Regions from separate parts of the Mus musculus genome. Here all the other regions are linked to region 3. Evidence: chromatin contacts called from public Hi-C and HiChIP or PLAC-seq data. All regions are on one chromosome and are shown on one strand. The core of a region is the stretch at or near the end of the contact, and the rest is flanking DNA. Distances in the headings are between cores, read along the strand shown. Region 1 overlaps Gap43 (growth associated protein 43). Region 2 holds the start of Gap43 (growth associated protein 43). Region 3 overlaps 4932412D23Rik (RIKEN cDNA 4932412D23 gene). Region 4 has its middle 100 kb from the start of Gap43. Region 5 has its middle 29 kb from the start of Gap43. Region 6 has its middle 150 kb from the start of Gm29960. Region 7 has its middle 140 kb from the start of Gap43.

What was found. A called contact is a pair of places that touch in the nucleus more often than the background predicts. HiChIP or PLAC-seq counts read pairs in DNA pulled down with a chosen protein or histone mark.
Region 1: an H3K27ac HiChIP or PLAC-seq map of embryonic stem cells shows a contact between it and region 3, with 13 read pairs. The contact joins two enhancer-like sites. A contact is called at or near these places in 1 of 15 datasets of contacts at CTCF or cohesin (the NIH/3T3 cell line), 8 of 484 Hi-C or Micro-C datasets (embryonic stem cells, stem cell-derived cardiac mesoderm, stem cell-derived motor neurons and 1 more) and 21 of 115 datasets of contacts at active chromatin or transcription factors (cardiomyocytes, craniofacial prominence, embryonic basal ganglia and 11 more).
Region 2: an H3K4me3 HiChIP or PLAC-seq map of forebrain shows a contact between it and region 3, with 14 times the contacts expected there. The contact joins the promoter of Gap43 here to the enhancer-like site in region 3. A contact is called at or near these places in 7 of 39 promoter capture datasets (the 3T3-L1 cell line, cranial neural crest, embryonic stem cells and 4 more), 9 of 484 Hi-C or Micro-C datasets (the N1E-115 cell line, cerebellar granule neurons, cerebral cortex and 4 more), 16 of 115 datasets of contacts at active chromatin or transcription factors (SST interneurons, craniofacial prominence, differentiating embryonic stem cells and 10 more) and 6 of 9 other capture datasets (adipose tissue, embryonic stem cells, embryonic tail and 3 more).
Region 4: a contact with region 3 is called in a Hi-C map of the N1E-115 cell line, with 9 times the contacts expected there. The contact joins two enhancer-like sites. A contact is called at or near these places in 15 of 484 Hi-C or Micro-C datasets (the C2C12 cell line, the HL-1 cell line, the N1E-115 cell line and 9 more), 14 of 115 datasets of contacts at active chromatin or transcription factors (cardiomyocytes, a colorectal cancer cell line, differentiating embryonic stem cells and 8 more) and 1 of 9 other capture datasets (embryonic stem cells).
Region 5: a contact with region 3 is called in an H3K27ac HiChIP or PLAC-seq map of embryonic stem cells, with 2.9 times the contacts expected there. The contact joins two enhancer-like sites. A contact is called at or near these places in 1 of 15 datasets of contacts at CTCF or cohesin (the NIH/3T3 cell line), 5 of 484 Hi-C or Micro-C datasets (cerebral cortex, embryonic stem cells, forebrain and 1 more), 11 of 115 datasets of contacts at active chromatin or transcription factors (embryonic basal ganglia, embryonic stem cells, extraembryonic endoderm stem cells and 2 more) and 2 of 9 other capture datasets (embryonic stem cells and embryonic tail).
Region 6: a contact with region 3 is called in an H3K27ac HiChIP or PLAC-seq map of extraembryonic endoderm stem cells. The contact joins two enhancer-like sites. A contact is called at or near these places in 5 of 484 Hi-C or Micro-C datasets (all in embryonic stem cells), 15 of 115 datasets of contacts at active chromatin or transcription factors (the NIH/3T3 cell line, cardiomyocytes, a colorectal cancer cell line and 4 more) and 2 of 9 other capture datasets (embryonic stem cells and embryonic tail).
Region 7: an H3K27ac HiChIP or PLAC-seq map of trophoblast stem cells shows a contact between it and region 3, with 10 read pairs. The contact joins two enhancer-like sites. A contact is called at or near these places in 1 of 15 datasets of contacts at CTCF or cohesin (the NIH/3T3 cell line), 3 of 484 Hi-C or Micro-C datasets (all in embryonic stem cells), 10 of 115 datasets of contacts at active chromatin or transcription factors (a colorectal cancer cell line, differentiating embryonic stem cells, embryonic stem cells and 2 more) and 1 of 9 other capture datasets (embryonic stem cells).

Annotation. Positions count from the first base shown.
Region 1 is chr16:42,304,754-42,307,601 of GRCm38.p6, reverse strand. All of the region lies in intron 1 of Gap43 (growth associated protein 43), which reads left to right. Among named protein-coding and RNA genes, the nearest start is that of Mir6540, 2.7 kb to the right of the region's middle. Within about 2 kb of position 1,406, at least 132 of the 459 cell types and tissues checked have an H3K27ac peak or open chromatin away from gene starts, as enhancers often do. A contact at or near this core is called in craniofacial prominence, embryonic basal ganglia, embryonic forebrain and 7 more, where this site is marked.
Region 2 is chr16:42,339,230-42,341,929 of GRCm38.p6, reverse strand. Gap43 (growth associated protein 43) reads left to right here and starts at 1,279. Exons shown (of 3, transcript NM_008083.2): 1 at 1,279-1,457. The coding sequence starts at 1,428.
Region 3 is chr16:42,781,099-42,783,798 of GRCm38.p6, reverse strand. The region is part of intron 1 of 4932412D23Rik (RIKEN cDNA 4932412D23 gene); the gene reads left to right. Among named protein-coding and RNA genes, the nearest start is that of 4932412D23Rik, 93 kb to the left of the region's middle. Within about 2 kb of position 1,413, at least 134 of the 459 cell types and tissues checked have an H3K27ac peak or open chromatin away from gene starts, as enhancers often do. A contact at or near this core is called in the N1E-115 cell line, a colorectal cancer cell line, cortical neurons and 15 more, where this site is marked.
Region 4 is chr16:42,443,978-42,446,759 of GRCm38.p6, reverse strand. No RefSeq gene overlaps it. Among named protein-coding and RNA genes, the nearest start is that of Gap43, 100 kb to the right of the region's middle. Within about 2 kb of position 1,484, at least 66 of the 459 cell types and tissues checked have an H3K27ac peak or open chromatin away from gene starts, as enhancers often do. A contact at or near this core is called in the N1E-115 cell line, cortical neurons, differentiating embryonic stem cells and 1 more, where this site is marked.
Region 5 is chr16:42,367,876-42,370,575 of GRCm38.p6, reverse strand. No RefSeq gene overlaps it. Among named protein-coding and RNA genes, the nearest start is that of Gap43, 29 kb to the right of the region's middle. Within about 2 kb of position 1,350, at least 21 of the 459 cell types and tissues checked have an H3K27ac peak or open chromatin away from gene starts, as enhancers often do. A contact at or near this core is called in embryonic stem cells and forebrain, where this site is marked.
Region 6 is chr16:42,499,611-42,502,310 of GRCm38.p6, reverse strand. No RefSeq gene overlaps it. Among named protein-coding and RNA genes, the nearest start is that of Gm29960, 150 kb to the left of the region's middle. Within about 2 kb of position 1,285, at least 5 of the 459 cell types and tissues checked have an H3K27ac peak or open chromatin away from gene starts, as enhancers often do. A contact at or near this core is called in extraembryonic endoderm stem cells, where this site is marked.
Region 7 is chr16:42,478,940-42,481,639 of GRCm38.p6, reverse strand. No RefSeq gene overlaps it. Among named protein-coding and RNA genes, the nearest start is that of Gap43, 140 kb to the right of the region's middle. Within about 2 kb of position 1,384, at least 15 of the 459 cell types and tissues checked have an H3K27ac peak or open chromatin away from gene starts, as enhancers often do. A contact at or near this core is called in a colorectal cancer cell line and trophoblast stem cells, where this site is marked.

The sequences.
Region 1 (2,848 bases), core at 157-2,656, 480 kb after region 3:
GTTAGCCAATTCAACAGTAGTGAGAAGGAAGGTTACAAACCTACTGTTTACCTGAAACCTTTGTGTCAGAATTCGATTCTCAAGAGCAACGTTATGGGAGAGAGGGTAGCTAAATGGCGTTTCAAGGGAACCTTCTTGCTGCCTGGTTAAATGGTAGAAGGAACTGTTGGGTGAGGAGACTGGATAGAGAGAAGAGTCAAATTAATAGGCACCTGAGAAAGAGCCACATTGAATTGTAAGTGCAGACGAGGAGAGTTGCTTAGGCATAAGGATACAGTTGTCATATGGTCATCTTCAGGCTTAAGAAAGAAACGTTAGGTAAAGGGCTTTTCAGCTACCAGCACTTACTACTGAGTGCTGTCTGATCCAGAACAGCCAGGGTACTGGGCAGTTCCCTGTGAGGAAGAGAGAAGAATCTAGATCACTTAGTGGGCTCAGTCACTACATCCATAAGTGTCCAAAGAGTGTTCCCTAAGGCCCACAGACCATCCTGGCATCGAACCCCTCCCTTTTTCTCCCATCATGCAATGTATCAGTCTTCAGGCTTTCCTTCCTGTAATTACCTTCGAAGTTGTGCCTTTGAATGTTATCTGGGTTAGGTGACTGCTCTCAGTCAGTTATTACCAAATTCTTCACTCCTATCACAGTTTATGTGTTTCGTATGTTTTGATCTTTTTTTTTTCTTTTCAATAACTCGGCCTAATAACAAAGACACTTTTCTAGAGGTACAGAAGTAACAGGCAGCACTGAGCTTAGAAAAACTGTGGACATTCTATGGACACTCAGATGAGAAATTAATTAAACACACTGCCTGATGGTTTGGATTCAGGGGCACCCTGAAGCTCACCCTCTTACCCTTGATATACAAAATCTGTATAAAATAAGGAACTGACAAGACCCCAGACTTTGGGGAGCAGAGGAGGGGGCTGAAACTAACTTGCTTTTTCCCTAAGCAACGCTGATTTTGACTGGCCTCTCTGCAGTTTCCGCTCTTTCTTGCACACACTGATTTTTGGCTTCCTTTCTGTGCTTTAGTTGATCTGCCCTACTCCCTACATTTTGACATCTGTTTCCTTTGGTCATCCCTACTTTGCACTTCATTCTCTGTCTTCCGCGATGGAACTGGCTCCTTCCGGGTGATCTCATCGCTTTGTTTCTCAGCCTCAGCATGCTCCTCTCTCTCTCTCTCTCTCTCTCTCTCTCTCTCTCTCTCTCTCTCTCTCTCTCTCTCTGTCTGTCTCTGTCTTGCTGTCTTTCAGAGCCCCCACCTCTCAGCTTGCCGGGGTGGGGAGTGGTGGTGGGGCTGAGGGCGTGGCTTGAGACCCCAGATCCTAAGGATGCCAGGGCGGAGCACAGACTGATCATTCGGATGCCCCACCCGCACAGCCCTAGTGTTCGCCCAGAGGTCTGCAACTAGTGGAGCCCCTCCTCCAATTCAGCAAGCATCTAGTCTTAATGCTCTCTCAGAGCGCTAGGGAATTCTTGTTTGGGAGGTAATTGCTTCTTGCATAGGCTTGTTTTGAAGAACAAAAGCTCGAGCCTCTGTCCCAGACCTCTCAGAAGAACAGTGAGGGCCAATGGGCTGGGCTCCTTTCTTAGTCTTCTTAAATCAACCAGCTTGCTCCTGCTGCTTATGCAGAGACCTGGGTGGGTTACACAGCAGGTGACAAAGAATGGGAAAAGCTAACTGGGTCAATTGGAAGTCTGTCTCCATTTTTTTTTCCCTGACTTGGAGGCTGCTAAGGGCACATTAGCATCCCTTAGGCTATGTTCACTGTTTCCTTCAGCGGGACAAGGGGAGACCATAGCAAAGGGCTGGATGGTTTCTTTACCTCAGCAGAATCAGACATTTGCAAACTAAGTAAGAATCATGGAAGATGTTACAAAAGAGAAAGCCAGCTAAGGCAAAACCAGGGACTCCATTTGAAAACAATGACCCTTCGGAATTATTAGTATTCATTTACATTTATTTAGGTTTCTTGAGTAACTGCACACAGTCCTCTCTCTCTCTCTCTCTCTCTCTCTCTCTCTCTCTCTCTCTCTCTCTCTCTCTCCAAACTTGGGAGGACAGTAAATGAAGCAGGTGGAAAGAAGTGAAATTACCATCCATGTGGCGAAATTTAGATACTGTGAGATTTCCTCTTGGCTTGGAAACACCTGGCACCAGGGTTGTTCATTCATCCAGTAACATGAATGAATCTCGGAGACTGGCAGTGGGATAGGGTGGTGTCGGGGGCTGTACGTGACATCACACTCACAAATGGAAGAATAGCGAGAAGCCTCCAGCTAGCTTCCATGGGTCCCTGCCTAGGAGGTGGCAGCTGTGCAAGGACCCAGGATCACACAGAAACTACTATGTGGAAAGATGACACTGGGCAGGCCAGCACACGTGCATGCGCGCACATACACACACACACACAATGTATATATATATATATATATATATATATATATATATACATACATACATATACACACACATATATAATGTGTATATGTGTATATATTTGCATATCTTCGTTATTTTTAGCCATCTGACTTTCTTCCTCCAACCAGCTTGTGATCATATTATTCACATATACTCACAGTGTGACTTTTTAAATGGTAACTTAGGTATTCCTTTAGAATCCTTTCCTCCCTTATCACAGAGGCTTTGGGGAAGCTGTGACTTTCTGCTGACTAATGAATGGTGTAGTGCCAGCCTTTAGGAAGAGCTGGTATCAGCATGTTATCGACTGGCGTTTACAGGATGTTAGTATCTATTTGACAATGAAATGATTCATTTGTCAATTCATAGGTACTATATATAGTAAAGGCACCCTCCACTGTAAGGAACCAAGCGTAGGAC
Region 2 (2,700 bases), core at 30-2,529, 440 kb after region 3:
AAAGTTGTCTGTAAAACTACCTATGTCAAGAGTGGCTCCAGAGTGTCCTGTGCACATTGCCTCCCGTCCTAAAATGTGTTGGCATGACTGACATTATTATAGCCACTTTATAGATGTAAAGGGCTCTCCAAGGCCACACAATACCAAATGTCTAAACTTTGCACAATACAGATTTACAAGTCATATCGCCCCCCTCCCCCCAGAATAGCAGAGGCACTAGAAGGAACTGAGGTGGACTTCATGGTATGCATCTTTCCTCAAGACAGAGTTTACCTGTGTCCATTGCTCTCAGAATGTAAGACATTAAATGTTAGTGTTACAGAAATCTGTCATTCACAGACACTAAGCTAATTAGAAAGAATCACAACTGTCAAAGAAGCTTGTGTGCATAAGCAAATAACCCACTATGTAGTTTTAGATATGGAGTCTAATTCCTAGACCATAGTTTATTCCACATTCAAGTGCTCAGAATGCTTGACTGCTGTGTGTGTGTGTGTGTGTGTGTGTAGCGTACTGACACATTTGTAGGTGATATATTTGTGCATAGCTAAGAGTATCATATGTGTGCAGTTAGGTTATATAAATAAAATCAGTTAGTGTTGAGAAAACTGAACCTCCATGATTATCAACTGCGCGTAAAATCTAATGGCAGCTGTAACTTATGTGCACCTCTAGGTCCTCTTTGCATTTTCCTTCTTGTGGTACTGGGAAAGAGGAGAGTTAGAAAAGAAACAGGAGCATTCCTCGGGCCCCACTTCCCTAAAACATGTTCCATCCAATCTCTCCAACTCTCTGGAATATCCTTTCTACCCCCACCCCATAGCCCTCCCAATGCAGTGCGGAAAGTCAGTGGGTAATTGGGTCCAGATTGGAGGTGTTTAAATATTCATGAGGCTGGCAGGGGACTGGGAGGGGGTGACTGTCTAGAAATGGGGGTAGGGGCTACGGGAAGTGATTAGTCACTGGAAGCTAGCAAACAATTCTGAGAAAGGGACCCAGGGAGAAGGAAGAAAAAGATTGGGTGGGGAGTGGAGGAAAGAGGAGAAGGAAGGAAGGAAAAGGAGAGAGGAAGGAAAGAGGAGGAAGGGACGAGAGGGAGAGAGAGGGGGAGAGAGGGAGAGAGAGAGAGAGAGAGAGAGAGAGAGAGAGAGAGAGAGAGAGAGAGAGAGAGAGAGAGAGAGAGAGAGAGAATGTGCGTGTGCGGTGAGCAATAGCTGTGGACCTTACAGTTGCTGCTAACTGCCCTGGTGTGTGTGAGGGAGAGAGAGAGAGAGAGGGAGAGGGAGGGAGAGGGAGGGAGGGAGGGAGAGCGCGCTAGCGCGAGAGAGCGAGTGAGCAAGCGAGCAGAAAAGAGGTGGAGAGGGGGGGAATAAGGAAGAGAGGAGGAAAGGAGAGAAGGCAGGAAGAAGGCAGGGGAAGATACCACCATGCTGTGCTGTATGAGAAGAACCAAACAGGTAGAGCTAAAGATTTCTTTTTTACTTCTTTGCTGTTGTGAAATTATCAGAGTACAGGGTTTCCTCGTGAAAGGCAGAAAAAAAAATTTTTTTTTTTAAAAAAAAACTGCTTCTGCCCTGGCATGATGCTCTGGCTTCCTTAGCATACGGTAACTGATGCTTGCATCCCGGCGTTATTCTTTTCTGCCTTTCATGATCTGGTTTTTGGAATGCTGCTACTAATTAGGGTAAGGGGAGAGAAATATGCCGGCTTGGCTAGAAATATGATTCCCCTCGCCTATTAGTAAGTGCTCAGCCGCTAGGTCTCTGGTTTTGAGGGTGTGGATGCAGAAAGGGGTGTGGGGACGATGTGGGCTCTATCTACGAGATCAAAAAAGCTAATCTTGATATTATTTGTGGAAAATTAGGTCTGGGGGAATTATAGTCACATTTCAACATTGCCTGTTCCGTGATTCAAATTTTCTCACATGTGCCGCGGAAGATACCTGATTTCGTGCTCGCGTGAGCTTCAAAGGGGCGCAGGTGTATGTGGGAAAACATGTGAAGGTTTTATTTATTTATTTAACGAATGAATGAAACTGATTTAGGAGATTTTTTATTTTTTAAAGAGAGCCTAAAGACAACAAGGGTTGGGGGAGAACTGCCTATGCCGAGGGGGAAAACCCCCTTCCTGAGATCAGGAACGGATTGTGTGCCAGCTGGTCCGGGAAGAGGATGGACCACGCCCCTAGGAGCTTTGAGCTGAGATGGGATGGGAAAGGGGAGCCGAGCCCGTATTACCTGTTGGAAACCGGGGCTTTTCTCTTTCCCCTCTTCCTGTGAGTCTTTGCTGGCATTAGCAGTGACCTGAGGTGTGTTAATATCCTGGAGGAGGGTGACTCGTGGTCCTCAGGATGAGGGACTGTCCAAGAGGAGCTAGAATCCCAATCCCCCACCTCCCCTCCCCCACCGCCTAGATTATTTTTTTCCATTTTATTTCAAATTGCTCACTTATTTCGTGAAAGACGTTTTAGAAACTTAATTGAGGTGAGGGTGCTTGGGATCCTGCAGTCATCCACAGCACAGGAACGCTCTCCAAATGTAGCCTTCAAACACCCCTAGGAGCATGTTTGAGTGATTTTTAGAGAAGGTTAAGAAAGAAAAAAATGGGTGTGGGGTTGGAATGAGTGTGTGTGCCTGTGTGTGAGTGTGCCCATGGCGGGGTGGGGTGGGATGGCAGTCGTGGTTGTAGACCCCCTCTGCA
Region 3 (2,700 bases), core at 164-2,663:
GCATGCAGCATGCAGGTGTGTGTGTGTGTGTGTGTGTGTGTGTGTGTGTGTGTGTGTGTGGTTTGTTTTTTGTCTTAAGTCAGTTTTCTTACATTCAACATTACACCTGTGTGTAACATGACTAGGGTTTTTTTTTCCTGTACTTTTTAATTTTTATTTATTTATTTATTTATTTATTTATTTTATTTATTTATTTTGGTTTTTCAAGACAGGGTTTCTCTGTATAGCCCTGGCTGTCCTGGAGCTCACTTTGTAGACCAGGCTGGCCTCGAACTCAGAAATCCGCCTGCCTCTGCCTCCTGAGTGCTGGGATTAAAGGCGTGCGCCACCACGCCTGGCCTAATTTTTATTTTTAAAAGTATTTTTTTGTCTATAACATGTATTTTAGTGCTTGGTGCCTATAAGCAAACCGAGTATGCTTCCAAGTTTAAATGATTCTAAGATTAAGGAATGACAGCACTTATTTGAATTTCTTGACATTGGCTCACGCCTTTAATCCCAGCACTTGGGAGGCAGCGGCAGGCAGATTTCTGAGTTAATCTCATCTCATTAATCCCAGCCTGGTCTACAAAGTGAGTTCCAGGACAGCCAAGGCTACACAGAGAAACCCTGTCTCGAGAACCAAAACAAAAAACAAAAACAAAACAAAACATAAAACAAAACAAAACAAAATTTCTTGACTTGAAACCCAAGCTGAATTTATGAGTTCAGAGAGAACCAATTGTTCATAGCCATAAACTATAGTGACGCCAGCTAGAGATTGCTTATGTATTGTTGAATACCCACTATGCATGAATCTTTGAAGGTATTCTGATAGTTATGAAGGCAAGTAAAGGAGGAGGAGGAGGAGGAGGAGGAGGAGGAGGAGGGGTGGCAGTGGCTCATATTCTCAAGGAGTCTATCAGTCTTATCGGGGAAACAGAGCACTAAACTCAAATGATTATTCCAGGCAAAATTAAGAATCTACAAAACAGAAACAGCTGAGAAGATGCAGGCGCATCGATAAAGCATGACCCATCTCCCAGAAACCTATAAAAGTCCCATTGAGATAAACTTTGAGCTTCCTCTAACCTTCCAGCTTCTAAGATTTCATTAAAATTCTCTGTACAAAAGTAGGATCTTTATTCCCACTGGCTAGCCATTAGAGTTTATGGCTGTTCAGCGTATCCAGCACTTAGTCAAGAGGGGGCAGCATTCATCCTTTTTCTGAAACGAGTAGAACTCTGGCTGCCTGTCTTTCTAGGAAAAGAATACTTTAATCAGATAGAATTTCAGAGCATGCATATATTTTATGCCCCTGTTTTAATTGTTTGTTTATAGAGATGGTAACTGATGTGTACAGCTATGTTACTGAGACCAACAAATGAGTCCTGTTTAAGTAAGTGGAGCTGTGTCAGTGCCCAGAGATCCCCTTTCTCTGCCTTTGTCCCTTTCCTGGGCGTGGCAGCCTTGCTCAGACTCAGATTGCAAAAGGGCGGTGGCTGAAATGAACAAAAGAATTCAGACTTCTACTTTTCCCCAAAGAAAAGGCCAGCCAAGGGGAAGCCCCGGGAAAAAAAGGACTGTGTGTCTCCCATTGTTCTAACTATCTGATGCTTTCTTTCTTTTTCTTTCTTCTGAATGTTTGTTTACCTTAAACCTGTATTTGTAAGCATTGTTATTATAATAAAGGTAACTAAATAATCCCACTGGGGATTAGTGGCTGCCTTCTGTTTTAGGGGTGGTCTCCTTATCAACCAAGTAACCCTTAGAGCCCTTAGAGTTAAAGCAATGCATAGTGCCTGGTAGTTCTTTTCCAGCAGAAGCAGGGGCAGGGGCGTGGTAGTGAAAACTGAGAGAGGTTTAGCTGAAGCTATCAGACCACGTGTCTCTCTGACCTCCAACTGCCAGACCTCCAGATAACCAACTCCCTTTTGTTAGTGAGCCACTTTGATTTTAATGAGAGACATATAACCCCTCCCATGTTTTACGTGATTGACTTTGAGAAAATCAATGTTGATGGCCAAAAACGCCAAATTAACATCAGAGTAGATTTCCTTATACTGTATACAGCCTTAAATAGCCCTCTGAATGACATTTTGTTTTTTATTTAAGGAGTAGACCTTAGCCAAATGTCCTTGAATGATAAAAGAGAGTTGGCCCTCCCCATAATTAGCTTTTGTAAATATCAAGTCAAGGGTCAGAGCAAAGGTCATCTGATTTCTTTCTTTTGTGTAGAACAAGGGGCTTTAGTGACCATGACTGATTTTAGATCCAGCAAAGAATGAGGTCATTGCTTTTTACACAGACTGCATTGGATGAATCACAGAAACCATGGCAGTAACGTGAATACCAAATAATAACTGATAATTTGCGTACCAGTTACAAATACGCCTAATCTTAGATCTAGTAAAATGCTTTACTCTGTCAAGGAAATGAGGCTGCGGGATCAGCTCCTGAAAGGATTGCCAGTGACCTCATGCAGCTGTGATGTGAAGCTACAAAGCACTTGTCACATGCCACAGCTGAGGTCAGAAGTAGATCCTATCCAGGGACTTCACAGAGGGCGATAAAAAAAAAACCTCCGACTTTTAACTCTTTCAGCACTAGTCACGTAAACGCTACAATATATAAAATTTCAAGCTCATTTGAGAAATAAGACAAAAAATATTTTCATTTCTTTTGAAATTAAGCATCAGGGTTTGGAAACCACTTCTACTT
Region 4 (2,782 bases), core at 235-2,734, 340 kb after region 3:
TTAAGATAGAAAAAAACACTATGTGGTAGGCAGAATAATTCCCAAAGGGATGTAGTGGGTGTAATTAAATTGATGTTTGAAATGGAGATGCTGATCTGCACTACCTAGGTGTACACCGTGGACACAGACATCTTTAAAAGAAGGCAAAGAGGATAAGATCAGGAAAGGAGATGGGACAACGGAGATTGGAGTGATGCTGTTGCTGGTTAGGGATTCTAGAGGGCGGAGAGTCAAAGTACACCGGCATGCTCTAAAACCACCACAGATGCCTTGGTTCTGATCCAGTGAAACCTCTGATGCCCTTCTAGATATGTAACATAGTAAAGTTATATTGTTTTCAGCAAATACATTTTTGTTCATTTGCTGCAGCTGTGACAGAGACCAACAAACAAACAAACAAAAATATATTTGAGTATGCCAAGGGAGAGGGCTCCAAGGGAGGAGGAAGCGACATCTTTCCCACTGCAAGGGGAAAACTCACATCTCTATCAATAGAGAAAAGCAAAACAATTTTATCTAACTAAAGTTGCACAACATACTAGGAACTTCAGAAGAGAAGACACAAAGTTCCAGAACAAACTGTTTCAGTGGACCCAGAAATATGACTGAAGAGCAAAGGCCATGCAAGACCTACTGACAGTAAACTGGGGAAGCCAGCAGAGGTCTGTTTGTAGTCTTCTACTGAACCTTCAGGTCGATGACAGAACTCACTCTGGAAAAGGGCTTTGAGACCTCCGGAAGAGGCAGACCATGACAGGATCATGCTTCAGGACAGATGGGTTTGAGTAAGAGCGTCAAGGTGCCGTTCTGGACTTAGAGAGCCAGATATGAATGAAGGTGTCTATCAATCAGGAGAAGGGGTAACAGAGTCCTGGAGGTACAAGGAGTTTTCTCCATGCCTTCAGGTCAGGTGGGGGTGGGGGGCTATGCACTAAATTCTCATGTACAGCTCTGTCTGCGGCATGGGGTGATGCAGAGTGTACATGAAAAGAAAATGGAGTAGCCGGTAGCAAAGACTTCGTTCTCTTGTTCGTTTTAAATGCTTTTAAAAAATGCTTTGCTTTTATGAGAAGTGTAGTCGGGACTTCATTGTAAAGTCATCCCTAAACAATCTCCATATTTAACAGACCTCTGTTGGATGCTGACAGACTAGGGGCCATAGACCTGGACCTTGAGATTTCTTGTTTGGTTCCAAGGTCTCCTCTGAACGGTGTTAAACTGAAATAAAAATTGAGAGAGAATCTGAACCCTTAGCTCCTTTTATCTTAACTCATACCACTCTGCCTAAATTCTCTCCCCTCCTCATCAGATTCACGTTAATCAGGAGACCTCTTTTTTCTTGCAGCTCCCTAAGGCCCTGCTTCACCTAGAAGAGAGAACCTGGCTCCAGGATGCAGGAAACTGCTTCTGGTTTCCATGGAGACCCTGTTTGAAGTCAATGGCTGCTCCAGGAGGGAGGGAAACCAGGACTTTTGTATTTAAAGGATGGAGAGTCTGGGAAGGAGGAGGGTTAAGAAAAGGGAGTAAGGCAGGCCGATAGTGAGGCTGATCCAGCCTGTGTTCGAGGTTTCAAACAGAGGAACAGGAAAGTTCAGCTAGGTTATTCAAGCGCCTTCCACTTTGAGGATGAATCAAAACGGAAGCTCTGGGGGTGGGGGAGGTGGTGAGGGCTGCTTATTGCGCATGTGAGAAATACCCTGCAAAGGCTCCTTTCTGATATCAGTATGTAGGGGACTGAATTACTTAGGCAGCTGGAAGTCCCTGTCCTTGTGGGTGGCTCCTTCCCAAGCAGCTTGAGAGTTTTCTCTTCTCCCCAAGTCAATTCTTAAAGGTTCCTACTGCCATGAGGGGGCTGAGCCCTCTCCTTCCTTCTTCCGCACCTCCCCCCCCCAGAGGGTAACTAAATACAAACCTTGGCTAAAGGCTTTCCAAAGCTTCACGCTTCAGATTAACTGCTATTTATTTGCCTTGTCTCTGTCTACCAAGAGACAGGGGGCAGGATGGGGGGAGGTACTCTGGCGGAATACACGCTAAAATTGAATTGCATGAGGATTCAGATGACGTCATCTTGGATAAAGGTCTGACCCAGTGAATGTTAAATGTAGCTGAGCGACTAAATCCTTTGAGAGAATCAGTAGCGAAGACCTCTCTGAAAGGACCATGCCTCTTGTTTAAAATATTAAGCATGTGGCTCAGATGATCTCTGGCTGCAATTCCCAGGGCGCTGGTGGAATCTCGGTTTTCTGCTATAATCACTTGAACATTGCTTACTGCCCTAGATAACTGCAGTCATGTGACGCTTGCACACACACACACACACACACACACACACACACACACACAAGAGGCGGGGCGGGGTTTGAATAAAAGAAAAGAAAGAAAGCCATCACAAGTTATCAGTGTCTGCCAATTTTAGGGAATGAAACCATGTCAGTTCAAAAACACTTTCTGAGGTGTGCTGCAGTCTGAATGTGCCTAAGGAGTAAGGGGTGGTTTTTCCTTCAAGGTCCTTATATTTGGATGGGAACAGCAGTAGTCATAAGCATGCAGAGGAGCTGGGTAGAAGTCATTAATGAGCCGGGCTTTTAATCCCAGCACTTGGGAGGCAGAGGCAGGCAGATTTCTGAATTCGAGGCCAGCCTGGTCTACAGAGTGAGTTCCAGGACAGTCAGGGCTACACAGAGAAACCCTGTTTCGAAAAACCAACCAAACAAACAAACAAAAAACAAAAACAAACACAAAAACAAACAAACCAAAAAACCAAAAAAAAAAAAAAAAAACA
Region 5 (2,700 bases), core at 101-2,600, 410 kb after region 3:
CTCAGGTACAACCTTTGTCTGGCACATATCAGCCAGTCTATGGTGGCTCTCAAAGATTCACAAGCCTAGGATTTCTGTTGCGCTCAAATAAGCAGAACCTGCTCTCTGAGCCTCTCAGCGATGAGGAATCATCCTTTCTGACCTCCCATTTCGAGTATAGAAATGCAGACTGCAACAGAAGATCTGCAGAGAGGAGGAGGTGAACTAGAGAACGTCACCATGGTAACATCTCTTCCCAGCATCATTTTTTTCCTCCGGACCAAGCCCATCTCTAAAGCAATCCTTTCTGGAGCTATAGCCCTGTGAAGAAAGGGCCATGCATTTGCAACTCCCTCGTGTGTCACACTCAAGTGATCTCTCTGCCCTCCTCCAATTCACAAGCCTCTGCTGTGAGTCTGAGTGTTTATTTACTATTCTGTTAGGCAGAAGGTTTTTGAGTTCCTTTACACTAATCAGATGCCATGCTTTAAGTCCCTAAACAGAATATAGCAAGCTTTAGGGCTTCATCTTTTAATCATGCTTTTCTCTTCCTATATTTTCAGGGTCTACTCATGCCTAGTACATACACAGTGGGCACTTAGTAAATGGAAAAGTCTAATTTGAAAAATAAGGAATGAATACATAGGTTTGCGTGAAAGCTGGCAGTTTTAGTATTATGTATAGATACTCATGATCATGTGGCCAGATGTTAAAAGAGAGCAACTGAATCCCCACCCCTTGACTATACACTGGACTCTAACTGCAGCCGGAGAGATAGCTCAGTGACTAAAAACACTGTTGCTCTCCCAGAGAACCCAGGTTTCGATTCCCAGCACCCACAAAGCAGCTCATACCGTCTGCAACTCCAGTTCCATGAAATCTGACACCCTAGCCCCCAGATTGGGCAGCACCTTCTTATGGTGACAAATAGAAAGAAGGCCAGGGTGGAGGTGACTGGGGGTGGGTAGGGTTAGGTGGGGGTGGGCTGTAACAGACTGATCTTGCCTGCCCATCTTTTGTTTTGTTTTGTTTTGTTTTCGAAACAAGGCCTCAGTGTGTAGCTCTGACTGCCCTAGAACTCATGATGTAAAACAGGCTGACCTTGAACTCGAAGAGCTCCCCCTGCCTCTGCCTTTGTAGCTCTGTGTTCACGCCCTCTGGTTGCTGCTACTGATGCTGCATTTAGCAATTGTACTTAATGTTACCTGGATCTCACAAGCCATTCTCGTCTCATCTGTTCGTTTTTAATTTTTTTTCTTAAAGATGTTGCTATTTTGTTTTAAATTATGTGTCTATGTATGTCTGAGTATGACCTTATACATATAAAGCACAAAGCCTACGGAAGCCAGAATAGGTCTTTGGATCCCCTGGAGGAGGAGTTACAGCTGGCTGTGAGCCGCCTAACACAGGTGTTGGGAACTGAACCCAGATTCTCTCAGCAAGGGTAGAAAATGCTCTTAGGTATCCTGAAATATCTAAATGTCGAGTGGGCCGGTGGAAGTCCACGTGTTCCTCCTCCTCATGCCAGTGTTTCTCATTCATACAAATGACCTTACTGCTGAAGTCTTTGCCACTGTGCGAGGCTTATGCCACCTGTTCTTGTAATCAAGGAACTATTCACAAATAACCAATTTCACTAAATTATCAGAACAGGGAAAGCAGCTCTCATCAGCAGCCCGTGTTCCATGTGGATAAGAACTGAGGACTTCCTCTTCTCAGACTGTCAATGGCATCTGAAGATTCTCACTAGGAAAAAGGAACAGGAACAATAAGGATGATGAACAAGGAAAAAACAGAGAGGAAATCTCGTAGACCCCACGAGTTAGCTATGGAAGGCCTGTGTAACACTGATTGGCATATCACACAGACAGAAGCTCACGGGCAGCACACTGCCATGTAATCCTGAACCCAGATATGTTTCTGCAGATGGGTGTGTAGCCATGTTGTCAAATGACCATTTGAAAAGGAAAAACATTAAGCAAAGCATGCTTTTTCTGCTTATATAACTCTTTAGATCTTTTATTTTTCTCTATTCTACATTACATGTATACCTTTTTGCCATATTTCACAGGCTAGCACTCAAAGTGAAAAAAAAAAACTTAAAATAATTTGTGTGTGTGATGACTGTTCAAGATTGGTGTGTATGTGGTACTAGGAACAGAATGTAGGGTCCACTTTTATAAATTCAGTCCTTGAGCAGTTCCTTGCCATACACGTATGAATGAACTAATGAAGTGTTAATAAGCATGACTGTAGCAGAGGCTTGCTATCTGCTCTGTGGGCTTCTCTTTTAGAAATTTTGATTTGGAAGTCATTGATCATATTATAAAGTACCACACATTAGAAGCTGGAAAAATGAGAAGGACAGGTAGAGAATAACCTCTGGGGCCCAGCTTGTATACCCAACTCTAGAGGAGTTCCTAGTAGACTACAGCCAGTTTGTGGCCTCAGAAGTGTATGCTCAGAAACGCCAGTAATTCCCCTCCAAAAGAACGAACACACAACTACTACAAAATAACTAATTGTTGATGTTTTAATCCACTATGTTTTGGTGTATATTTCATTTAGCAGTAAGCTAGTGTTTAACATAGCAATGGGTACCTATAAACTGAATGTTGCTAGAACAAAAATCTATACTACATGCCATTAGCTTAGGACATACCAGATGTCTATAGATAGTTTTCTACTCAAGAGTCTTTGTGTATGTGGTGCTGGCAACGG
Region 6 (2,700 bases), core at 36-2,535, 280 kb after region 3:
TTAAAAAACTAATCTATTTTCAGTTTTTCTTTGTTGTAAGAATGGAAACAACAGTACTTCAGCTTTTTTTCCTTCAAAAATCCTTCTAATATACCAGCATGATGTCTAGTGTTAGTAAGTGTTTATTGAAACACAACTTTAAAATAATATGTAATTATGCTCATGTTTTAACAACTTCTGACATAGTGTAGGCACAGAGACTATGATGTGGAAATCACCTATCAGCTGTAGTTTCCCCTCCAAACTGTTGTCTTAGTTTTTTGAAGTATGACTCTAATAGAGTTCTATAGCATTATGTATGTGCTTATGTGAGTTCTTACTCTTTCAATAGGCAGATATCTGTTATGTGCTTATTAATTATTAGTGTTTTTCCAGATACGTGGAGTATGGCAGCAGACAAAACAAAGGTGCTGACTTGGCATATTTTCTATATATCTATACATCTATACGTCTATATATCTATATACCTATATGTTTATACATCTATACATCTATATATGTATATAATAATCACAACTTAATGAGCATAAAACACAGCAGAAAGTTAGAAGGTTAATGACAAACTAGAGTGGTCAGGAAAACTTTATTATTTGTGCTTTCATTCTTCTTAGATTTCTTTTCATTTGTTTAGGTCTTTTTCATCAGTATATACCTGTAGTATAAATATTACTGAACTTAGCTTAATACTACTGAAATATACTTCCTAGATATTATTCAAACTTTATGGCACACTTACTGTTTGGTTTGTTTTCTCTTCAACAGCCCACCATGTGTCAGAACTCTTCTCTATGCTGAAGAATGAGAGATGCCATTATATACCTGGGAATATTGGTAGATGTGAGCATTTAGATAATTTCAGATTGATGTCTGTAACCTCCACCCAGCCTGAAGCTGGTGAGCCAAAACTCGACCTTGCTGCCACTAAGGAGATTATCTAGGGTGGAGCCTCCCTAGATCACTCTATTGTTCAGACACTGTTACTGTTCCTCTTCAAGATACTGCTACCTGCTGGGAGACTACACCCTATCCTGCACGTGGTCACCTGCAGCTGGGCTCCAAGAATGAATTGGTGGGAATGGGCCTCCCCTCCCCACTTTATAAGCACAGTTGTCATAAAACATTTGAGCCTTGATCAGAACATTGTCTTGGCTCCATTTCTCTCTTGTCCGCCTAGTTTCCCTTTCTTTCAGTGCTGGCCTGCCACTCAGGTGTACCCCGTCCATGTGAGCCACTGGACGGCTCTCAAAAGACGTCACCTCATAGTTGTTTGTTCTAAGACACTCAGGTACTGATTTCATTGGTTCTTTTCTTACAGCCTTCCGTTAATCCTGTGAGTGTCAATCACTCTCTGAGGTTACCTCTTCTTTTCTTCCTAAAACTAAAACAGAAAGTTGCAGCGTGCCCATGGAGTGTCAGAGCAGACATGTACCTAGGTTGTTTCTAATCTAGATAAAGAGAACTCCACCAAAGAATGAAACAACTCCACTCAGTACTGCCCTTTGTTGTGGACATCAATGCTATTCATTTCTGTAGTCTGTACTTGCTGTTTCTCTTGTCTTACAGATAGCTTTGCTGAGAGGTTTCTTGAGAACAGGTCTCTTAAAAGGAACTTTAATTTCACACATAAGACCAGTTTGAATGAGTATTCTCAAGAGATTAGATTATTTTAGTCATATCAACATGTAGCATTAAACAAGGAGGGAGCAGACTTACTTCTATCTGAAATAAAACAATACAACATTCTGAAAAGAACATTAAATAAACAGAATACATGTGCTATTACTTCCCAAATACTATTGTCTGTTTTGAAAAAAAAAATTGCAACTTTTAAAAGCATGTGAGTTAACAATGTTGCCAAATATCATGGAAAATGACGCAAGAGTTGACAATGGCACTCAGCATTCTCTAGTCTGAAAGTGATGACAAAATCAGAGGGTAGGCAGAAACACAGAAGACACATCACCAAAGAAAGTTTACAGAGAGTAAATGATAGGGTCAAAGAAGTTGCAATATACTTAATATTCTGGAAATAAAAATTTAAAACAGGTGACATTATTTTATACTCATCAGAATGTATATACATCATAATATATATATATATGTATATATATGTTATATATATATACATATATATATGTTACATGTGTACATATACATGTGAGTGTATTTATGTATGTTTGTTTGTAATGAGACTCAGTGTATGCAAGGATTTGGAAACCATAGGTCACTATTATCTACTGCTAAATATAAACATACAGATATCTTTGTTGTCACTCAAATCTGAAGTTTCTTAGATATACTGTGTAACTACCATGTGGTTCAGAAATTGCACTTCTTAGGCATTCATCTCAGTGAAATAAAAATGTTTACATAAAACCCTAGTACTACTGATTATTGTAGCTCTTTCTTCTGTGACAGTCAAAACTGTAAATAATCCAGGTGGTGAACAATCAATAAACTGCAGTATTCATGCCACAAAACACCTCTCAATAATAGAAGCGCTTTGTACTTAACTTCATCATTGTCAGAATACTGACACCATTACGGAATCAACTCTCTTTTTCTCTAACCTTCTAAAATGCTGAGTACACACAATTTCATAATGTTGGTGTCTTCTATTACATGTTCTAAATCTTCAATTGAAATATGCTCTTCTTGAGCAGACACATGGAATTTCAGGTGACACAGAGCACTGAGTCA
Region 7 (2,700 bases), core at 135-2,634, 300 kb after region 3:
TTTCAAAGTTAGAGCCACACAAGGAATCACTTAACAATCCCTTATAACTGACAGGCCCATCACTTCTCTCTTGTACCCTGACTTCTCTCTCCAAGGTTGTTTGGGTTGTCACCTACAAAACGAAGGATGTGATTGTTCTGTGGAACTCCACGGGGTAGAATGAAGATTAATAGTGGGAAGCAAGAGGAAGAAAAATGGTAACACTATGTGGAGGTCCTTTCTAGCAACCCTCACTACGTGCGTGACAATCCCTGGAACTGTCCAGGTAGGAACTGGCCATTTGTCATTGCTTCTGGAAAAAGGGCTCTTGTACTGCAATGTCAGAGCAGAGGACAGTCTTCCAGGTCCCTCTTAGCTCTGAGTCCATCATTCAAAAAGGATATTTTTCTCAATTTCTTTTTTCTTTTCATTTCCAAAAGCTAAGCAAAAGGACTAAAAATAAAATACCAAAAGCTCTTTGGCATGGTCCCTAAGTGATTCCCTTACCCAGCCCTGCATGCACTTTGCAGGATTAGACACCAATGCTTCCACTGTTCTGTGAAGTGATGGATCCTAGATGAATCTTTAAGCCACATATTTATTTTCCATGTTAAAAACATTTAAGACAAATTGACATGAAAACAACAAAAGACCACATTGGCATTAAAGGAAACTGAAGAGAATGTTGTATCATTCTGATTTCTCAGCTGGCTTTTCCCATCCATCATCACATCAAATTGAAACTCCGTTTCTTATGAATCTCTACAACCCTGTTGATATTTTACACTTGTGGAGTTAAAGGATTTTCTAGACTTCTAGACTTTGAGAGAATCCCTCCATCACCTTCCCCCTTTTTTATCTTCTAGAAGTCATATATTTTTCTTTCCCTTTGGAAATTTTCTGCTATGCTCACTGTCTTAACAGAAACCCTGTTCTAGAAAGCATTATTTATTATTATTATTATTATTATTATTATTATTATTATTATTATTATGTGTTGGTTAAATTCTCAACCTGATAGCTAATATACAATACCAAGGAGACAGTAGAAATTCCTTCTAGACAGTGTAAACATAAAGAAAGACTGAAGCATTTTGAGATTAGCTACCTCCCAGAGAATCATTTTTTCTGTGCTGACCTAAGACAGATGTGAATATTTTAAAGGTGGAAGTTATGTGCTCCTGCAAAGATTTAGTGCATGGCATGATCGAGCATATATATGACCTAAGATAATCCTATAAACTGCAGGATGGGGGCGGGGACTTGCTCATAGTGTCATAATGACCTTAGTCGTTCATTAGTCACAGAAGAACTGCCCTGGTTATTGAAGTCAGCTTCATATAGGCTTTCATAACCAATGTCATATCTAGATTGTTAATGCTATAACATCCTTTGTGGAATCAGTCATGCGCTTTACCAGCTTAGTCATTCCTAAACAAAAGACATCAGACACACAGGATACTGACGCAGTACCGGTATGCTGAAGTCATTCAAGACAAAGGAAGCCTTCCCCTCCCTCCCCCACACGAACTCACCATCCTTCTGTTTTGCTTAAGCCCTTCAGCAATAAATAAGCATGAAATGAAATAGAAATGACACTCTTGCCATTTCCATTCCTTTGAGGTGGAAATATGAGTTGAGCCTTTCTTGATAGGTTTATCCCTCACTGTATGTTCAAATGCAAGGGCTGTGAGAGGGGCTCATAACACAACAACAACAACAACAACAACAACAACAACACACACACACACACACACACACACACACACACACAATGGCATGCCAGCCTTTTTGTACAGTTTCACAAAGTCTTTAAACCTAGCAAATCTGCCCAGTCTATTTGCATGTCTTGCTCTGCCATTTTTCAGCTACTTTCTTTCTCACAAGTCAAACATCCCTTCCTCTCCTCCCTTAATGTTTCCTCTAAATAAAAAAAGCATAAAGCATGCACACAGTACCTTCCCTTGTCACCATAATATACATGTCTTTACCTACTTGTAGAAATAACAAAGTTTATTTAATATATTTTATACCCCTGAAATCCAGCAAGTTACTTCCTTTTCAAGACTGCTTATTTGGCTGAAGGTACAGGCCTGAGAAAAACTTGTGATTTCTGTGTATGTCTTAGAGGGGACAGGGACGTTGAATGCTACTACAACTAGCCTTAAAAGAAGCTAATTCTACTCTACTTCCTGTGAGTTCCAGCAACCCATTACATTTTCAGTGTTGATGATTCCAGACCTTGGGGAAGCTTCCTCTCCCACTTCCCTCTTTCCTAACAACCAGATGACCTGAATGTGAGCAGAGTCAAGTGGGAAATGGCTAAATTATCCCAAGGAATGAGGAAGAAGTGTCCTTTAATCCATTGGCATAAATTTATATCATTTTGAAATGGGATAGACATTTTTAAAAAAAGTGTAGTAAATAGTCAAATCAGAAAACACAACAATGAGCCAGAATAGGAAGTGGAAAGCAGTTACTGTTTCAGGAGTGGGGATGAGTGGGAACAATGGTGGCTTCTCACTCTAGCTGGTACTTGGACACACTGGCATCTTTCATTCTTTGACTTTTGCTATTACACATTGAAGGTCAGAAGGACAGGGACCAGACTGTCAAGGGTGTGCAACAGTGGCAGAAACTCACATCTTCTACTCCAGTCCCAGCATCTGGTGATTGTTTTTGAAAGTTCAGCACTGAGAGTCTAGGGCCCACAAGAACTTC